Regions from separate parts of the Macaca mulatta genome. Here all the other regions are linked to region 3. A link is a contact called in public Hi-C data. All regions are on one chromosome and are shown on one strand. The core of a region is the stretch at or near the end of the contact, and the rest is flanking DNA. Distances in the headings are between cores, read along the strand shown.

Region 1 (3,507 bases), core at 128-2,627, 63 kb after region 3:
GGATGTTCATTTTTTAATATATGTTTTTCATTTGAGCCCAGTCAAGTTAACATCATTTTTTATTCTATGTTTCCGACTTGTTATAATGGGCACATATAAATTCATATTTTAATTAACTGGAGACAGTAAAAACTACTGAGATATAGTTCACATGCCATAAAAATTCACCCTTTTAAAGTGTACAATTCAGTGTTTTCTAGTACATTCACAAAGTTGTACAGCCATCACTATTGTCTAATTTCAGACCATTGCATCATTCCACAAAGAAACCTATAGTTCGTAGTCATTCTTCATTCTTCCCCACCCCAGTAAAATTTTAATTAAAACATTTAAAGAATGATAAGGGAATAACTTAGAACATCTAGAATGTTTTTCTAGATTTGCAGGGGGAAGTGGGTAGAATCCAAGAATTTAAGCTCTCTTCTCCGACTACGTATAACCGCAAAAGGTATGCCCAACTACACGTATGTTTACGATAAAATGACAAATAAAAATCCACCACCCTCAAATTCCTTCTGTAACAGAAGTCACCCGTCTAATCACTCCAGAAATCTTATCCCCAGACATTGTGGGCAGAGCGTAGACTGAGGAGGGGAGGCCAGAAAGTGATGGGCGGAGTTGGGCAGGAGGGTACTCGAAGGAGTTGGCGGAAGACAGAGCGGTGGAGCCTAGCTGTTTTCCATGGACAATCTACCTCTCTAACCTTCATTAAACAAGTAGGCTAGATTAAAGAAATCACTCCTCTAGCTCAAGGAACTTGCCCTCTAGTACTTTAACCCCTTGTTGCTCTAAGTGTAGCCTAGGGACCAGCAGCATTGGTGCCATCTGGACATGTATTAGAAACGCAGATTATCAGACCCTACTCCTCAATCAGAATCTGCATTTTCACAAGATCCTAGGGATTCGTATGTATATTAAAGTTTGGGAAAAAATGCTTTCCTGCATGCTCCAAGGGCACTTCACCAGAGTAACCCCTAAAAAGCCTCAGTCCTGGGTCCCCCAGTCCAGTGCCTGGGAGACCACGAAGGGGGCGGGCTAGGAAATGGGCGGGGCCCTGGCCCGATGAGGAGCAGAGTCCCAGCCGCCCGCTCCCCTCAGCTCCCCACTCCACCTTCACTACACCTTTGGCTAGGATATACAGGGCCGCATGTCCTCCTTTTCCGGCAGAAGCCACCTCTACGGTTCATGGAACTTGGCCCGTTCAGCCCTGGGCCCGGAAGCTCGTTCTGACTGCCAAGTCTACGGAACCGCGGAGTCAAAAGAACCGCCACAAGCTCGCGTGCTGGTTCCTCCTCTGGCACCATAGCCCCGCCCCCAACTGACACCAGGGGGCGGAGAGAAGTCCTGGCCCCGCCTCTTCCGAACCAGCAGGAAGTGACGTCATGCCCCCGGCCAGCAGGTCTTTTAGTCTTTTTCCCCCTCCCTTACTCTTCGTCCCCAGTCCCTCCCCTCCTCACCCCCTTCCCTCCTCCAGCTCCGACGTTTGCGACCGCGGGGGCGGCGGAGGATATGGAGTAAAGCCGGAGTCAGCGGCCAGGCACCAAGGCAAAGCAGGAATAGCCAGGCGGCGTTTGTTAGGGGGGCGGGGGGAAAGAGCCCCAGCACCGCCCCTCCTGGAAGGAGAAGGAAGAGGTAAGTGACCGGCCGCCGGCACCGAGCAACCTCCCTCACTGGCCGCGCTCTCGCCTGGGCTCCCGGGGCCGGCGAGGAGGGAATGGAGGACTCGCGCCCGGGGTAGGCCTCCCAGGGCCGCCTGGGCTGGTGAATGTTGCCTGGTGACGGGCCTGCCGGCGGCCGGCCGGGCGATCGGCGGTCGGCGCCCGCTCATAGCAGGGCTGGGCGACCAGCGAGCTCCGGGGAGCTGATCCGAGAGGGCCGAGTCCTCGGAAGAGGCCTTGAGGCGACGGGAGACCGGGGATCGGAGTCAGCTGCCGGAGGGAGAGCCCCCCATGCCGGCTGGGGAGCTCGGGTTTCGGTGGTGGAGAACGTGGTACCTTTCGGGGACATTGGACACTACTCTAGGACCGAGTGAGAGAGCTCCCCTCAGTTCTGAGATCTGGAATTCGGTAGCTTGGGTCACCAGCCGGGGCCCTGCCGCCCGCAGTCCTTCTCTGACAGTAGCTTTAGTTCTGGAATGGAAGGTTATTGTGTGTGAGGTGGGTGGGGCAGGTGTTTTGTTAAGACAAAAAACCCCACCGGTTACTCCTGCAGTCTTGTTTTTCTAAGCGGAAGAGAACCGATGGAGGAAGGTTTAGACCGATAAAGCTTGCAAAAACTTCTTGGACTCTGACTGAGCACATACCTGTGATCCGTAATTAAGGAGACCATATTATCAAATCCACCTTCTAAAGCACTCGAGGAGGCTCCAGACAAGCCGCTTAAAAGCGCTATATGCCTGTAGTGACTTCATTGGAAGGTGTCAACTGTTTTTTAGTACGTGAAACTCAGGAATTACTTGTGATGACACTTTTTAAAAACATTGGATTCTATGAGTGAGTTTTCTAAGTAGCATGTCTCCGTTCTGAAAAATAAATAGTTTGGCAAAAATGCTCCAAATCAGCCTGTCACTGTAAAACCCCGTCATGTTCTGGTGATGGCTTGAAAGTCAGATGCTTGAAGATTCCTTTTGGACTTTGCAGGTTTGTTGTTGTTGTTTGGTTTGCTGTCTTATTCTTTAGCACAAATATTTTTAAAATATTTAAAAATGAAATCAGCTGAGTATATAAATTACTTCTTGAGGCAACATTAAACTGTAATCTTAAAGAATGCTTTTGGGGGATTGTGTAAAGGAAGGGAACCTAATGGAAGGTGAGGGCCTTCATTCTTTTTAGGTTTACATTACTCACATGCAGAAACCTATTTGGTCTCTAAGATTCATAAATACCCAATAAAATATATACAGGCACATTGTACTTGTGTAGTATGGAATACTTCCTGTACAGATCAACCCTGTTACTGGGAATAACTACTCATACTCACATGTTTGAAATTCATGATATACCTCCCTTCCCTCACCCCAGGAAGAAAAATAGCTCCTCTTACTGTGTTTAACTCCGTGGGTAGCATCACTATCCATTCTTTTCTATAGAAGTTGAAGTTTGACAGTTCCTCTCTCATGCCTCATACTCAGTCTCTCATGAAGTCCTGTTGATTTTGCCTCTTGAATATCTCTTGACTCTTGTCTACTCTTAGTCTGTAACAGTAGTCCTCCTGTTCCAAGCCACTGCCATCTCTCATCTTGACCACTTCCCTAGCTTCCTGATTATGGTCTGCTTGCATCTACTGTTGTCTCCTGTAGTTTTCCACACCAGACTTAGTGACTTTTTCAAAATGTAGACCTAATAACATTGTCTTTGTGTTTAAAATCTTTCAGTGGCTTCTCACTATTTTTAAGTAAATCGAACACATTAACATGCCTTACAAGCCCTGCATAGTTGGTCCCCTTTCCAATCTCATCTCCACTGTGCTTTCTGACATTCCCTTTCTCCCCTAGTCACTCTGTCTTTT
Region 2 (3,816 bases), core at 435-2,934, 59 kb before region 3:
ACCTTCCAAAATAAGATAGTTCAGAATTGGACCATATATATAATTTTAAAAGAAACTTTCCAATGAGTGGTAACATTAAGAAATATACATTCACGCAGGGCGTGGTGGCTCACACCTGTAATCCCAGCACTTTGGGAGGCCGGGAGGGCGGATCACCTGAGGTTGGGCGTTTGAGACCAGCCTGGCCAACATGGTGAAACCCCCGTCTCTACTATTAAAAAATACTATATATATATATATACACATACATACACACACACACACACACACACACACGCTGCTATACTTTGCTACTTTTTTTAAAAAGTGCTATATCTTATTCAATATTATAAGTGAGGAAAATATTTGCTGAATCACACAAGTAGTAATTCTGTTCCCAATATATAACCTGTGGTATAAGACAATCTGGGGAATCAAGAATTATGTTTACTATACGAGTCTATCATCATACCAAGTGTCTTCCCAAAATCAGTTAAAATTAACTTACAAATAGAACAGAAAGGTATCCTAACCAAGCGCTTTGAGTTCGCTGGTAACAACTTAGAACAAGATCTTACATTTAGCCTGCCTTGAGACAAACATGGAGAAGCCAAGAGCAGTAACAAACTGCCAGCTTTACTGAGTCATGTTTCTGACTAAAATCGCGTTATGAAATGGAGAGAATGACATGTCTTGGGTTTAATCACCACAGATGTTAACTCCCTGAATTTTAGAGTTGCAGAGGAAAAAGAGCAAAAACCAAAAAAAAAAAAAAAAGTTCAGTAAGAATGATGTGGGTCTTATGACTCCAGAAAGAACTCGCCAAAGCTGCGAACTCTGCTTATTTACCTAAAACAAATCCTAACTGTGCAAACAGGCACACCCTCTGATGCCTCAGAGCGGGAACGCCAAGGTGGGAGGAATTCAGAAGAACAATCACAAGGTTAACGTTTTACTGAGAACACAGCCTCCACTAAGAGTCCACATTGCGCCAGAAGCCCTCGGTTAACGGAACCGCTCTGCTCCAAGGGGAACGAGCACCGAGCTCGAGTTGCAGCCCCGCACATTAACCAGGCACCTGGGTGACACCATGCCACCCCCAGCCTCCGCGCAGTACCACACAGAGCGGACCCCGGACGCCCCCAGACGCCGCGCCGGGAGCGATCCCAGCCAGCCACGCTCCGCGCTCCTCCGCGCCCCCGCCCGGGGGCAGGACGCGTCAGGGACCGACTCGTGAGGCCAGCCCCCGGCGCCGGGGGCGACGAGATCCGGGGCCGCGACCTCTGCCCCGGCCAGAGCGGGGAAGTCCGAAGGTCGCCTCCCGCACAGCCGCCATGCGCCGCCGCCCCCGAAGCCGCAGGCTGACTCCAGTGCCGGCTGGGGCGGAGGCCGACTGGCGCCGACGTCCAAGGCGCTCACTGACCTGGAGAGGTGCTTAAGGATTTGTTTCTTGATGATCCCGGCCATGGTGCCGAGGTTGGAGTCGACGCGCTCTCGTCCTGTTGCTCACTGCCTCCTCTCTTCGTGGTCGTCTCCTTTCTGTCCCGGCTAGCCCGGCCACAGGAGAGGCGCTGATCGCTCACGACCGGGAGAGACGCGAGGCCCCGGCCAAGGCCACAGCCGCCGCCGAGAACCCGGAGCATCGCGCTCAGGCCGCCACAGCCGCCGCGGGCGCCATCTTGGCTGCAGCATCACCTAAGAGACTCGGGGGAGGGCGGGGGCGGGGCGGCTCCAGGCGGGGCCGGCACGAGGCCGGGCGGGGCCAACGCCGGCTCTGGGCGGGCTCTGGGCGGGGGCGGGAGGTTTGCGGCCCTGGCGCCAGTGTCCCTTTTAGACATCGCGACACAAGGGCCTTGACTCCCAATCCACCAACCGTCTTGGCCTTAATGCTCCCTCCTCCCTCCTTCCTCCGCTGATGTTGTTCCTGTCTCCATCGCTGATCCGTGGCTGATTTATCTACGTCCTACTTCCCTTTTTCATTTCCTCAGACTTTTTTTTTTTTTTTGCTTTTGTTTTTTTTTTTTTTTGAGAGGAGTCTCGCTCTGTCGCCCAGGCTGGAGTCCAGTGGTGCGATCTCGGCTCATTGCAACCTCCGCCTCCAGGGTTCAAGCGATTCTCCTGCTTCAGCCTCCTGAGTAGCTGGGATTACAGGTGCGCACCACCACTGCCGGCAAATTTTTGTATTTTTATTAGAGACGAGGTTTCACCATATTGGCCAGTAGGTCTCGAACTCCTGACCTCCTGATCCACCCGCCTCGCCTCCCAAAGTGATGAGATTACAGGCGTGAGCCACTGCACCCGGCCTCCTCAGAATGGTTTAAGTATCGGCCATTAACTCCTCTGCTTGCTTTGCTCTCTTGACCTACTCGCCTTTCTTCATATTCTTCCTTCGGTTTTTCTTTCTTTTTTGTTTGTTTGTTTGTTTGTTTTTTTCTTTTTCTAAGATATTCAGCCTTTCCCTTACCTGAATGTGGCAATTTAATGTTTCCCTTGGTTATTGCTATCCTAAAGGAAGTAAAGGTTGACAATGGTTCCTAATAGTCTAGGACCTAGGAATTAGAAGGCCTATAATTCAACTCCTGGCTCTGGTATTTTCTAGCTGTTATCCGGGGGAAAATAATTTCTTTACTTTTAGTTTCATTTTAGTCATCTGTGAAATAGGTTAATCAGCAGCCTTACCCACTTCACTAGGTTGTACCTAAAGATGTAAATATCATGTGAAAATTTCTGTAAGGAAGGAAGGAAATTGTTAAAATAGGGAAAACTACTACAATTCTACAGCTCTGCCCTACCCAGCCCCAAACAGAGCTAACATTTTCAGGGATTAAAATGACTACTCCTGTCATCCCAGCACTTCGGGAGGCCGAGGCAGGCAGATCACTTGAGGTCAGGAGTTCAAGACTGGCCTGACCAACATGGTGAAACGCTGTCTCTACAAAAAATACAAAAATTAGCTGGGCGTGGTGGCGGGCGCCTGTAATCCCAGCTACTCAGGATGCCGAGGCAGGAGAATTGCTTGAACCTGGGAGGCAAAGGTTGCAGTAAGCCGAGATCAAGCCACTGCACTCCAGCCTGGGCGGCAGAGCTCGACTGTCTCAAAAAAAAAAAAAAAAAAAAAATCACTCAGTGTTAAGTTTAGCCTAAAGCTACCTCCTTACATAATTGACTTTGGCCTAAAGGTTTTTCTGTACATCATAAACTTACGAAAATAAGCAGAGGTATTAACCAACCATAGCCCACACCTGTGCCAATCACTGAGTTTTTGGCCAAATGTAGCCAATTGTTCAGATTGTATTCAAATAAGGCAAACGCTGAGCTGTAACCAATCCAGTTGTTTCTGTACCTCACTTCCATTTTCTGGACCTCACTTTCCTTTTATTGTCCAGAAATCTTTTTCCAGCATGTGGCTGTGCTGGAATCTCTCTGAATCTGCTGTGATTATGGGGGCTGCCGGACTCACGAATCGTTCATTGTTAAATTAAACTCCTTTAATTTGGCTGAAGTTTTTCTTTTAACATTAGTGACATCTACAACAGGAAAAGAAATTGTACCACCCCTGAGGGATGTATTAGCAAGATGTGTGGTTGTACATCTTGGGGATTAGGTGGGAGGTAGTTTACATGTAGTCCAATAAGCTGGCCCTTTTTGAAGACTGGAAAGATGTGTAGATTGACTACACTCAACATTTTATTTTATTTTTGAGGCAGAGTCTCACTCTGTTACTCAGGCTGGAGTGCAGCATCATGATCTCGGCTCACTGCAACCTCTGCCTCCCAGGTTCAAACAATGCTCCTGCCTCAGCCTCCCGATTAGCTGGGATTATCAGACTAATTTTTG
Region 3 (3,335 bases), core at 718-3,217:
TCACTTGAGCTCAGGCATCGAGGCTGCAGTTAGCTGAGATCACACCACTGCACTCCAGTCTGGGCAACAGAGCGAGATCCTATCGCAAAAAGAACAAATAAATAAAAATAAAATAAATGTACTAATATTTACTGAGCAGTTTAGAGTATAATTAGTTTAATCTCAACACCCCATGATATAGATACTACTGCTACCCCATTTTAGAGGAGGCTGAAGCGCAGAGCGGTTAACTGATGTATCAAGGTCCTAGCAGAGTTCTAAAGGAGGCCCCGGGGGCAGAAACCTACGGTTATGAATGCTTGGGCGGGCTGCACTGGACATCCATGGGATGCTGGGGGTGAGAGGACACTAGAGAGGGGCCAGAGGGAAGGCGCAGAGGGAGAAAATGGGTCAAAGTGTCTGAAGAAGGAGACAGGGCTGGGTAGCCCCAGCCACACTGGCCTAAACCCAGGTAGAGGGGAGGAGATAGGACCATGGACGGGATGTGGAGAAGTGGGGAAAGGCAGGCCGACGTGGGCAGGGTGCGAGGAGGCCTTGGAGAAACGAGGGTGGATGGGGCAGGCCCGCAGGCGAGGCAGGGGGCGCCGACAGAAGCGCCCAGGCAGTTGCAGGGCGCGCGGTCCTACCTCAAGCACCTTGGCAACTCCCGCGCTGTGCAACTGGAAGTGCGCAGGCTGCTCCACCGCCTCGTCGGCGCCCTGGTAGCTGAAGCAGGCTTCCGCTATGTCCAGGTGGCCGAGGGGCAGCGGGTGGTGGGGGTTCTTGAAGTAGCAGAGGCAGCAGCGGCGCGCGTCCAACACGAACCTGCGGCTGCGGTAGCCGCGCAGTCGCGCTGGTTCCCGCGCGGGACCCGCCCCGGGCTCTTCGGCCTCCCCCTTGCCGTCGCTGACCTCCTCTGGCCGGGCTCCGGCCCCGGTATCGCTGCCTGCGCGCCAACCATAGGTGCCCGGGCCCCCGCGCCTTCGCGCTGCCACTGCTGCGCTCCCTGCCCCCGAGGCGCCCCCTCCCCGCCGCCCCGCTCCTCCTGCAGGCGCTCAAAGTGGCCTGGGACTTGCAGTCGCCTCCCGGCCCCTCCAAGCCCGCTGGCAGTTGTCCTCGCCCGCTGGCCGTTGCCCCCGCCCGCTGGCCGTTGCCCCCGCGGCGCCCCGGAGGCCAGGTCCTGCCTCCCGCACCTGCCAAGTCCCCGCACTGCAGGAGTCTCGCTCTGTCGCCCAGGCTGGAATGTAGTGGAGCCATCTCGGCTCACTGCAACCTCCGCCTCCCGGGTTCAAGCAATTCTCCTGCCTCAGCCTCCCGAGTACTTGGATTACAGGCACCTGCCACCTCTCCCGGCTACTTTTTGTATTTTTAATAGAGACGGGGTTTCGCCGTGTTGGTCAGGCTGGTCTCGAGCTCCTGACCTCAAGTGATCTGCTTGCCTCGGTCTCCTAAAGTGCTGGGATTACAGGCGTGAGCCACCGCGTCCGGTCCAAAAGCCATTTTTGGATGAGAAAGACTCAGCTGCGTCCTGAAGAGCAAGTGGAATGGGGAAGAGGACGGTATGAATGTGAGTCCAAGAGCAAGGCAGTCGATAGACCTTCTTACTGCGTATGGTTTTGCACTTTTTTCTTCAAAGAATGTCACCGTCTGAAGAATGCTATCGGAAGACACACACATATACACACACAAGCACACACACACAGCACGCAGCCGGTTCTCTACAGGATTAGAAAAAAGTTGCGCAAATCAATCTGCGCAGTTAAAAACAAATACGAAATGAGCGAGAAAGCACTTAGCAGTCAAATCTCGCCACCACATAAACAGGTTAAGTTTGGAAGCACAGCGGACACTCCCTAACAGTTTGTGGGGCTTAGCATCTCCGACTTCCGGCGTTCACCGTTGCTAGGGTGACCAGAGGCGCGTCCTAATGCTCCGCCCAACAAACCATAGAGTACCGGAAAAGGCTCGAGCAGAGGGGTCGGAAAGGGAAAACAACGGCGGCTGCGGTGTGGTTGGTGGTGAAATGACGACCTTGGTGCTGGATAACGGAGCTTACAACGCCAAAATCGGTTACAGCCATGAAAATGTGTCGTAAGTGCTTTCTTTCTCCGAGGGACAAGATATATATGCCTAGTGGTTTCATGTGCTACGTTTCATCTCCGGACATCAATGAACTGCAGACGCCCCCGCGCGGCCCTGACTTAGCCAGAGGGATTCCCTGGTTGGAGCTGGGTGGGTGGTTGTGATGCTTTGAATTGAAATTGATTTTGGTTTTAGTTTTGGGCTGCGAGGCCCCGGAAGTGGGATGTCTGTTTTATTTCTTAAGAGGAAATAGCCAAGGAAAATAGACTTTTAGAGATGCATTCCTAACAGAAGGGTCCGTAAAATTCATCAGCCTTTGGAAACTGGGCAGCGTGTTTGGGTGTATGTGGATTTTCCTGGGTACAAGATTATAGGTTTCATTAGATTCTCAAAGGGTTCTATGACCCCCTAAAAGTCTAAAAATCACGGTTTTAGGATCTAGAGGCTTTGAAGACTGGCCTACTGGCCGACCTAGTTGGTAAGGTCAGTTAAACAGAAGTACTATTAATACAATGGCATTCATAACATGTATAGTCATAAAATATATGTTTGAATAAATAAGTAAACTTAAAGTCACGCCTTCCCTTTATCAAATTAACAGAGCATTAAAAAAAATTCTTATCTTCCTTCCTCCTTTCCTTCTTTTTCATTTATTTTGAAAAAGAGGGAAATCAAACTGAGTAGGAATGTAAATTGTTACAGCCGTTCTGGAAAACGTTTTGGCAATGTGTATCGTTATCATTGTCGCAGAGGCTGGAGTGCAGTGGTGCGATCTCAGCTCACTGCAGCCTGAATTCAAGTGATCTTCCCGCCTCAGCCTCCGGAGTAGCTGGGATTATAGGCGTGCGCCACCACGCCCGGCAAATTTTTTGTATTTTTAGTAGAGACGGGGTTTCACGGTGTTGGCCAGGCTGGTGTTCAGTCCCTGGCCTCAAGCAATCTACCTGCGTTGGCCTCCCAAAGTGCTGATATTACGGGTGTGAGCCACCACACCTAGCTGACACAGCAATTCTTTTTTTTTTTTTTTTTTTTATTTTGGAGAGGGAGTCTCGCTCTGTCGTCCAGGCTGGAGTGCAGTGGCACCATCTCGGCTTGCTGCAACATCTGCCTCCCGGGTTCAAGCCATTCTCATGCCTCAGCCTCCCAAGTAGCTGGGACTACAGGCGCGCGCCACCGTGCCCAGCTAAGTTTTGTATTTTTAGTAGAGATGGGGGTTTCACCATATTGACCAGGCTGGTCTGAATTCCTGACCTCGTGATCTGCCTGTGTCGGCC

The links. Hi-C and Micro-C count contacts between places; a contact is called where the count stands out from the background.
Region 1: a Hi-C map of cortical neurons shows a contact between it and region 3, with 4 times the contacts expected there. The contact joins the promoter of DEPDC4 here to the promoter of ACTR6 in region 3. A contact is called at or near these places in 2 of 14 Hi-C or Micro-C datasets (CD4 T cells and cortical neurons).
Region 2: a contact with region 3 is called in a Hi-C map of fetal cortical plate, with 2.9 times the contacts expected there. The contact joins the promoter of BLTP3B here to the promoter of ACTR6 in region 3. A contact is called at or near these places in 5 of 14 Hi-C or Micro-C datasets (CD4 T cells, cortical neurons, fetal cortex germinal zone and 2 more).

Annotation. Positions count from the first base shown.
Region 1 is chr11:107,614,242-107,617,748 of T2T-MMU8v2.0, forward strand. DEPDC4 (DEP domain containing 4) reads right to left here and starts at 1,378. Exons shown (of 10, transcript XM_015152558.3): 1 at 1,112-1,378. The coding sequence starts at 1,304. It also overlaps a transcript of SCYL2 not described here.
Region 2 is chr11:107,492,310-107,496,125 of T2T-MMU8v2.0, forward strand. It overlaps BLTP3B (bridge-like lipid transfer protein family member 3B), which reads right to left and starts at 1,685. Exons shown (of 22, transcript XM_015152555.3): 1 at 1,403-1,685.
Region 3 is chr11:107,550,838-107,554,172 of T2T-MMU8v2.0, forward strand. It overlaps ACTR6 (actin related protein 6), which reads left to right and starts at 1,968. Exons shown (of 11, transcript XM_077954790.1): 1 at 1,968-2,070. The coding sequence starts at 2,003. It also overlaps the pseudogene LOC694113.